Linked DNA regions of Gossypium hirsutum: regions 2 and 3 are each linked to region 1. The links are chromatin contacts, called in public Hi-C maps. All regions are on one chromosome and are shown on one strand. The core of a region is the stretch at or near the end of the contact, and the rest is flanking DNA. Distances in the headings are between cores, read along the strand shown. Region 1 holds the start of LOC107912578 (protein S-acyltransferase 24). Region 2 has its middle 11 kb from the start of LOC107897926. Region 3 holds the start of LOC107912481 (actin-related protein 2/3 complex subunit 3).

Region 1 (2,903 bases), core at 259-2,758:
GATAGAGACGATACTAAAAGGAGAAAAATTAGAGAGGAAATATAAGGGGGATTTAATAGGTTAGCAAGCCAGAGTAAACAAGAATGCATAGCACTTCAACATTTTTTGAGGTCCTAAACTAGGAGAGAAAGGGAACAAATATCATCTGCAGCAACAGTCTTGACTAAAATGCATAGCAAAAATATATCTTCTTTAAGCCTCAAAAGATCAATATGATTTAATGAAAACCATATACTGCTGAGTTCTACTGCTCCTAAAACATATATAAATGATGCTTATGCTGGTATAAAACCAACTTCAAGCAGAGAAGAATGTCTAAACAGCCAGCACTGTTTAGACATTTATTTACATCACTGATCACATTCCCAAATCCATTTGACAAGAACCATATAATTTCACCTGGTAGCCATAGATGTCAGCAGCATGCACCCGAGCACCCTCTTGGAGTAAAATATCAGCAACTTGTATCGCACCTCGGACTGCACTCCAATGCAAGGCTGTCTGCCCATTGTGATCTGCTGCATGTATATCTCCACCATGCTAGCAAATAAAGAAAACCCAAAAACCAGTCACTTCAACCGAATTTAATCTAATGAAAACTTCAATACCAACATGACACAGCTCAAAAGCATGGATTCCCAAAAACCATTTCAGTAAACCCATTAAAAGCCTGATCAAGCAAACTTTTTAAAGATAAGGAATCCATAAACCAGATACCCAATAAACCCAGTTGAATAATAAATACAATCAACTCCAAACTCTGACAATAAAAGGCAATTCAGAAAATCCATCAAAACAACCATAAAAAGAAGGATAAAAGACCTCGATGATGTACTGAGCAGCAGCTGTTCTATTATTCAAAGCAGCCCATTGGAGGGCATAGTAACCAAGGCCATCAGGCTCGGAAAGAGAGCGACCCTCGTACTCAACCAACCTTTGGAGCTTCTCCAAATCCCCATAAGCAGCAACCGTGTAGACATCATTCCTCAAGCTCTCATCATCAACGAAACCACCAACAACCCCATTGTTCCCTCCCCCATAATATCCATTTCCATTCGCCACAACGCCATCCGATTGCTTCAAGGGTTGAACGTCTTCAACAACCTCGATCTCCGACGACATCTCTCCAAAAAAACCCAACAACCAAAACAGTCCTAAGAAGGAAAAATCGAAATCTCCTTTCCAATTATCTCCGGTTGACTTTGTTTCTGAATAATTTTTTTTAGTTTTCTCTTAAATTGGAAAAAAAAATGAAAAATGGTGGGGCCGGTTAGGGTTTTTCGAGGAAAGAAGGAGAAGGGGAAGGGGGGGAGGAATGTGGTTGCGCTTTGGCGTCCTTTCCGTTTTGACTAAAGAGGCCGAAACCAATCGAAAGCCAAAGCGATTATCCGTAGGAATGAAAGTCAATTTCAGAGACAAGGGAAGGAAGATCCATTGCCGATTGTTTCTCTCTTTTCTTTCTAATGTTTGCTCATTGACCCCGTCAACTTTACCTATTTACATCATTCAACATGTTCCTTTCCTTTTGTCAACTTGTATTTATTTCTTATTTTACTCATTTTTCATCAACGCAACTTTGTATTTCTTATTTATATTTATACTCCTTAGTGTTATATTTTTTAAAAACCTTTATTTTCATTAAAATATTAAAAAGTTATTTTCTTGAAAAATAATTTTACAGAAAAACCCACCATCCAAATCATCTAGGAGACAGGCTTTGGAAAGTTTTATTACAAGAAGGGATTTATTATAAATAAATAAAACCTTCTACGACGTCAATAACAAAATTCATCTCATAATATTTTAGTTATTCAACTTTTTTAAATCAAAATTTTTTTCAGAAGTGGGTCAATTTTGGTATTATCTGCGAGTCACACCTTCTATTTTAATTTTTCTTAATCTCAGTCCACATTATCATAATTTTTCTCCACACTTTCGTGGATTTTTATTTTGTCCATTCAACCCTTTTCTGAAAGCAGTTTTAGTTTTAGTTTTAGTTTTAGTTTTTAGTTTTCAATCTCTAGTTATTTCTAGTGTATATATGAGATTTGACAAGGTAAGGGTACCACCCAATAGATCTATGGGAAACTATTCTCAAACAGCCTTATCATGATAGAGTATAGTGATAGTGTTTGTAAAATTAGAATCCGAGATGATGATGAAGAGGATAGACTATCTCAGACTTGGCCTTTTGTGCATCACTGATGCGGTGGGTCCCTTGGGACTCTTAGCAGTAGTTTCTTGGTTGATCCGAGTTCACTGTTAGGTTGGTTTGACCTTCACAAAATTTGCCTACTATGTTCATCCAACCTTGACAAGAATTGCCTACTATGTTTGTTTCTTGTTTGTACAAATTTGAAGATGTTTTCCAAATGAGATGCCTACAAGTTTACTAATTTTTTGAGGCATTGAGTATTAAACCAACTTTTTGTTGAGTTTCATAATTTTTAATCGACTAGCTTATTAGAGTAATCATAAATATATAAAGGAGTTGCAAATGTAAGCGCAAGAACTATAGAAAAAGGGACATATTCAAGAATCCCTTAGTCCTTACATGGTTTCGATAATTTTAGTGCCTAAAGTTGGTAGTTTTAGAATGTATGTTGATTGTAGAGCTATTAATAGTCTTACCATTAAATATAAGCATCCAATTCCTAGACTTGACGATATGCTTGATGAATCACATGGTGCATCCATATTAATTAAAATTTATCTCAAAAGGAGTTATCATCAAATTCTAATGAAAGGTGATGATAAATAGAACAAGGACTTTAAAACCAAATATAGACTTCATGAGTGGTTGGTAATGCCTTTTGGTTTAACTGATGCACCTAGTGTTTTCATGAAAGTGATGAATCACATTTTGAGACAATATTTAGGTAAATTTGTTGTTGTTTACTTTC
Region 2 (2,903 bases), core at 281-2,780, 710 kb before region 1:
ATCTCGTCATGACGACCAAAACTCGTTACGACATGACATACTGTTTCTAAATAATACCAATTTAACATGAAGCTGCAAGCACCAAATCATCCCAAATACACAATTACAACACATTTTTGGAAAGTTTTGGTCCTTCTATCCTGATCATATATTTTTTTAAGTAGATTTGTAGTTTAATTACAACAAACAAGCAAACTAGGTAATAAAAAGAATCCAAAATTCAAGAAAAACAAATTAAACAGATCTAGAAAATAAAAACTCGCAAATTAAACAGAAGTGTAAATAGATTAAAAAATAAAATAGAATTTACCTCATTTTTACCGTGATATGCTTGCAATTTTTTAAGTGTTATTAATCAACCAAGAAAAAGGTTTCAAAATTTTGAGTCAAATGCTTTTCAATTTTTTAAGGTAAGAAAAACAAATATGAAATGCCCAAATTACTTAATTTTAATAACTCTAATTTTTTTTTCCAATTGTAAATTTACTTCCATTTTTTTTTGCTTTCAAAAAAGAAATTAAATTTAAAAGTAAAGATTTTCAGATTTTTTTCGTCATTTCCTTCTATTTGCATGGTAAAAGGAAAGCTTATACTTTTTATTTTAGTGAGGTAGGTTAAATAATAAATCTAAGACTTAAAAACATTCGCCCTCATTGTTTTCATTTTGAAACTTAAGACGATAGTTATTTTTTCGTTTCTTAATTTACGAACGAGTTTTTTTAGTTTTATTTGTTTCATTATAAAATAAATTAAAACGTATTTCTTTTCCTGTGTTCAAAAAAAAAAAAAAAACAAGAAAAATATTGTTCAATCATGTTTCATAATTGGTATTTTTAATTTATAAGTTACAAATTGCTTCCATACCCAAAATTTTATTACTCTAAAATCTGATAAACTAATATTTAGTCTTTAAATTTGATAAAAATTCAACTTAGTCCTTCAACTTATTTTTGGTTTAGATTAGTCTCTAAGTTTGGATTCTATCTTTTTCTTCTTTTCCCATTCACACGTAAGTGCACAAAAATAATTATTTTTATTTTTAAATTATTTTTAAAATTCTTAATTTTTAAATATATATTGAATATTTTTATATTTTTAAAATATAAATTCAATCATTCATTTATAATTTCTTTTTATAATTTTCAACTTTTATTTAATTTTAAAAAATTATGTGATTCCTAAAAAAAATCAAGTGATGATGTGACATAATCTCAAAATATGGCATTTATCACCTCTTAATTATGTTTAAAAAACTAAATTATTTAATTAAATTTAATTCAAAAATGAATTTGAATAAAAATATTTAAAATAAAATTTAAAAAATAAATTACCAAATTCATGAATTAAATGTTACTAACCCTAAAAGTTAGAGATATACTAAAATTTTGGTGTCAAATATTCAAAAGCAAAAGGCAGGCAGTCCAATGTGAAAATGGCATAATAAATTTGGGTATCTCTGAGCCAACCTAAAGAGATCCCCAAACTCAAATTATTGTTGTAGTCGGCCGAAGGACCACAAAGCAAGTGGAGGCCATTGGACCATTTGCTTGGGAAACACATCTTAATTGCCATATACAGACAAAAATCAAGTCATTACACAAGGAATAGATTATAGTTTTCTTTATCATCAGCTCATTAACTGTGGTAGTTTTCAAAATTGATATGTTAATAACTTCAACTCTCAATATTTACTCATGATGTAATTTTTAGTGATAAAAAAGAGAAAAAATTGAATAATTGAATAATCACTTTATAATTTTTTTATAATTGAGTGACTAAAAAAGAAATTTAGTAATAGTTAGATTACAATTTTATAATTTTTTTATAATTGAGTGATTTTACTAATAATTAAGTCACGATGTAAAAGAGTAAGAAGAATTTATTTTTAAAATTTAATGACTAAATTACAGTAGAAAAGTGGTTAATTAATGAATTTGTCATCTTCTTCCTTTTCTTACTTAATTGGAGAATGGGAATGGGAATGGGAATTTTAAAAAATAAACCCAACTTTTCCAAATCTTCTAGATGTTTCATTATTTGATTCAAAGGTCATTTGTCATCGCATGCTAAAAACTTTTTTTTTTTATTTCTAATTGGAATTGAAATAGAAGGAAGTTGTGGCCTTTCGCGTTCAAACTAAGAAACAGAAGTTCATCTTTGTTTTATTTCTTAATTAGGAAAAGAAAAGGTGGAATATCCTAACACCTAAAATCTTCCTTTCTATTTCTCCCCTCCTTTTATTTAAACTTCCAATCAAATTTTATTGTTGAGGTGGTTAAATTTTATTTATTCATTCGATTATTATTAAAAGATAAATCATTATAAATTGATCTTCCCTCTATTATTAGGGTTACGCACACAAAACGCATCAAACATTATAGTCTTAATTACTTAGAGTTTATATAATTAAAGAAGAGGTCAAGAAAGAAAAATTAATTGATAGGGTGTTCTTCATCAAGTTTAATGACCAACTCTAATTCTGTATCAGGTATATCTTAAACTTTTGAAATCATATTATTCTAGAGATCCTAACATAATTGTTTATCCAATTTTAAGGATTTGATTTTGCATAGTCGATTAAAGAATATATATAATTAGAGATTCATATTAATTTGAAGCTTATTAAATCGATAAACATCCTAAGAGTATTTTTTTTTTCTAACGATTCTTATTACTATTTGTATATGAACATGATATATATGTTTTCATTTTTTTATGGGGGAATGATGGATGATTTAAAATTATATGATTTTTGAATCAACAAAAACCTTCGAAAACTACTAAGGATTAAAGAGAAAAAAAATACACTTTGTGGGATAAATTTTTTAATTTTCTTTTTCATTATTATTATTAAGAATTTATTAATTGATAATTGTTACTTGCGGCATGTATATGATATTTAT
Region 3 (2,903 bases), core at 153-2,652, 520 kb after region 1:
TTTTGTGTATTTATCAACAGATTTTTTACCGTCGATAAATGACTTTCTTTTTAGAAAATAAAGAGGTTTATTTCTTTTGGTTGAAACTTTTACTGAATAATTCCCTTACTTTTATCTAGAAACTAATCTCCCATTCTTTAATATTGGAATCTATTGAATTGATAGAAAATAAAGTCATATTTCTCAATGCAAATCCTATGTGACATGATTAGCTTTGGAATGATGTTTCTTTTTTTTCTCTTTTTATTTTAAAGCGATAATGGGTTATTTAAATAGATGTGACGTAGGTTAGGGTTTTATTTCTCTTTTTCTTATTGTGTTGTCAATACTATTTAGGATGAATATAAATTTTTATTTTGTATAGATTATATTTATATGTTAGAAAGTTTTTATATTTGATATTTATTTTAGATATCTATTTAAAAAATCTCAAAAAAGTTAGAGTTTTTCATTTTAAAATATTTTATCAAAAAAATAGGAGGTTAAGTTTTCAAAAAAAAACAAGAAATTTGAAAATGTATGAAAAATAAATTTGGCTCCTCAAATTATATATTTTGTTTAAATAAACCCTTAAACTATTTTTTTATAGTTAAATAAATCCTTAACTTTTGATATTTACATATAAAAGTCATTGATTATAATGTTAAAGTAAAAGTATTTTGAATTTCAAACTCTTAATTTAATTTTTTGTTGATGCAATAAAAATTATATACACTTTAACATCAACATAAAACTTTAACAAGTAAATTGATTTTTTTTTAAAAGTATTAATTGCGATATGTATATATAGATTTTTCAAAAGAGTGGTTAATTATGATATTTATATAAGCACTTTCAATAAATTTTAAAATTTTATTTTATTTTACTTTCAAAAAATATTTTTTATTTTTATTAATAAACTATTTTCATCAAAGTCACATTAATAAATTAAGTTTTTAATTTAAAAATACCTTTTTAATTTAATATTAAAATAAAGGACTTTCATGAGTAAAAATAATAGGATAGATACTTATTTCAGTAAAAAAAATAGTACAAGATCTTATTTAAACAAGATATAATAGTTTAGGGGTTTTTTTTTGGATATTATCTAATAAAGTTTTTATTAATATTTTAATTTGTATAATTGGGTTTAGTTTAAGTCTATTGGGTTTAATTTTTAGTTGGGTTTGTGTTTAAATGTATATTTAGGTCTATTGAATTTGATTTTAAAAATATATTAAAATGATAGGTATTTTAAATTCGATTAACTCCACTGTAAACCAATAATTTGAGATTAGGAAACCGATTTGACCCAATTTTTACAAAGCCCCTAGTTTTGGGAATCTTATAAGTGGTGTACTGATGACAGAGGTGGGCCTTATGTCTTCTTTGTTTGATCATATGGGCCATTCCTTTTGTATTTCAATCTTCGCCTGGGCTTTGTCGTTTAATCTTCAATCTCAATTCTTATGGTAGCAGTAGAGGATCAAGAGACAGAGTTAAATGGTTTTAGCTCAAAGAAATCAAGCAAAGCCAGAGATTGCTGTTGAAACTTGGTCTCGCCCGTTTAGATGAAAAGCATTTGTTGGCAGTAAGTTGCTCCATCTTTTTCTTTTGTCCCCCCCCCCCCGCCCCCCGGTTTCCAACTTATGATTGTATTGATCAACACCCTATTGGTCAAGATCAACCACAAAATTTTTGTTAGGAACTTTTGTTGCTATATTCCCCCTCCCCCCTTTTATCTACCCTTAAACGTTTCTCTTTGCTCATACAGAATTGAATGAATTTCTTCTTACTATAATGGGTTTGCCTTGATTTTTCATTTAATGGCGTCTGTGATTTGATGGGTTTAGGTTATATTTTTCGGATCTCAGGTCTTGCTCACTTCCATGTAAAGCAACTATCTGAATTGAGTATTTCATATGTTTTTTTCTTTAATTCTTATATATTGTGGATAGGGAATTTCTTACTTTAGTGTAAAAAGTCATACTTATTGTAATTTTGTGTTTTACTGTTGTTCTTTGCAGAAACATTTGGTTGCCCTCTTTCTTTTGAGGGAAAATCTGATTGCCTCGTTTGGTTGTTTGGGAAAAGAAATCAAGGAAAATGGTATTTGAATTAATCTCTTACCTCCCCTTCCACTGCTAGATTGTGCATGTAGTTCACCAGAGTTCTAAATATGATTTTTTGGTTCATTCATTTAGAATTCGTTATTAAATGCCAGGTTTATCACTCTAGTTTTGTTGGTGAGGAAGGAATTACTAAAGCTTGTGGCTTCCCTTTACTTCCTTTGAAAAGCCATATAAAGGGTCCTGCTCCTGTTTCAGATCAAGGTTGGATTATATAACCTTCATTAGGTAGTTCTCAATATTATATTCTTCCTTAATTTTTGAGTTGGTAATTCAAGATGGTATTTTGCAGGTAAAACTGATATTGTTGATGAAGCGATCACATTCTTTCGTGCCAATGTGTTCTTTAGAAACTTTGATGTTAAGAGCCCTGCAGATAAGCTCCTTATATATTTGACTTTCTACATAAATGTGGCTTTGAAGAGGCTTGAGGGCTGTAGGACCTTGGCTGAAGGGACCAAGGCAATCATTAACTTAGGCTTGGAAAAAGTTCCCGTACCTGGAGAATCTGGTTTTCCTTTTCCGGGGCTCTTTGTGCTCCCACAGTCTCAAAAGGAAGCAGGTAAATCTCTTACTATCTTCTTTTTCATTTGATATATCATATATGTGACATTGATTACTGAAGTATTGGGTACTTGTGAAGCATGTTCCAAGCATCGTAGTGAGTTGTACTGAACCCTTTTAGTTAGCTAGCTGCCTCTTTGTACTTAAATCTTTTTCTTGTCTTCGGGCAACTATAGATCGACTTGTTTTTGCATGGAATATTGAGAATTATGCAAATAAAATGTACTTTCT

The links. A called contact is a pair of places that touch in the nucleus more often than the background predicts.
Region 2: a contact with region 1 is called in a Hi-C map of leaf, with 1.6 times the contacts expected there. The contact joins the enhancer-like site here to the promoter of LOC107912578 in region 1. A contact is called at or near these places in 2 of 34 Hi-C or Micro-C datasets (both in leaf).
Region 3: a contact with region 1 is called in a Hi-C map of leaf, with 2.4 times the contacts expected there. The contact joins the promoter of LOC107912481 here to the promoter of LOC107912578 in region 1. A contact is called at or near these places in 4 of 34 Hi-C or Micro-C datasets (hypocotyl and leaf).

Annotation. Positions count from the first base shown.
Region 1 is chrD08:24,280,662-24,283,564 of Gossypium_hirsutum_v2.1, reverse strand. LOC107912578 (protein S-acyltransferase 24) reads right to left here and starts at 1,508. Exons shown (of 13, transcript XM_016840823.2): 1 at 823-1,508; 2 at 400-540. The coding sequence starts at 1,122.
Region 2 is chrD08:24,988,103-24,991,005 of Gossypium_hirsutum_v2.1, reverse strand. No RefSeq gene overlaps it. Among protein-coding and RNA genes, the nearest start is that of LOC107897926, 11 kb to the left of the region's middle. Within about 2 kb of position 1,530, at least 2 of the 9 cell types and tissues checked have an H3K27ac peak or open chromatin away from gene starts, as enhancers often do. A contact at or near this core is called in leaf, where this site is marked.
Region 3 is chrD08:23,756,187-23,759,089 of Gossypium_hirsutum_v2.1, reverse strand. LOC107912481 (actin-related protein 2/3 complex subunit 3) reads left to right here and starts at 1,402. Exons shown (of 8, transcript XR_005917237.1): 1 at 1,402-1,570; 2 at 2,007-2,088; 3 at 2,204-2,312; 4 at 2,401-2,670.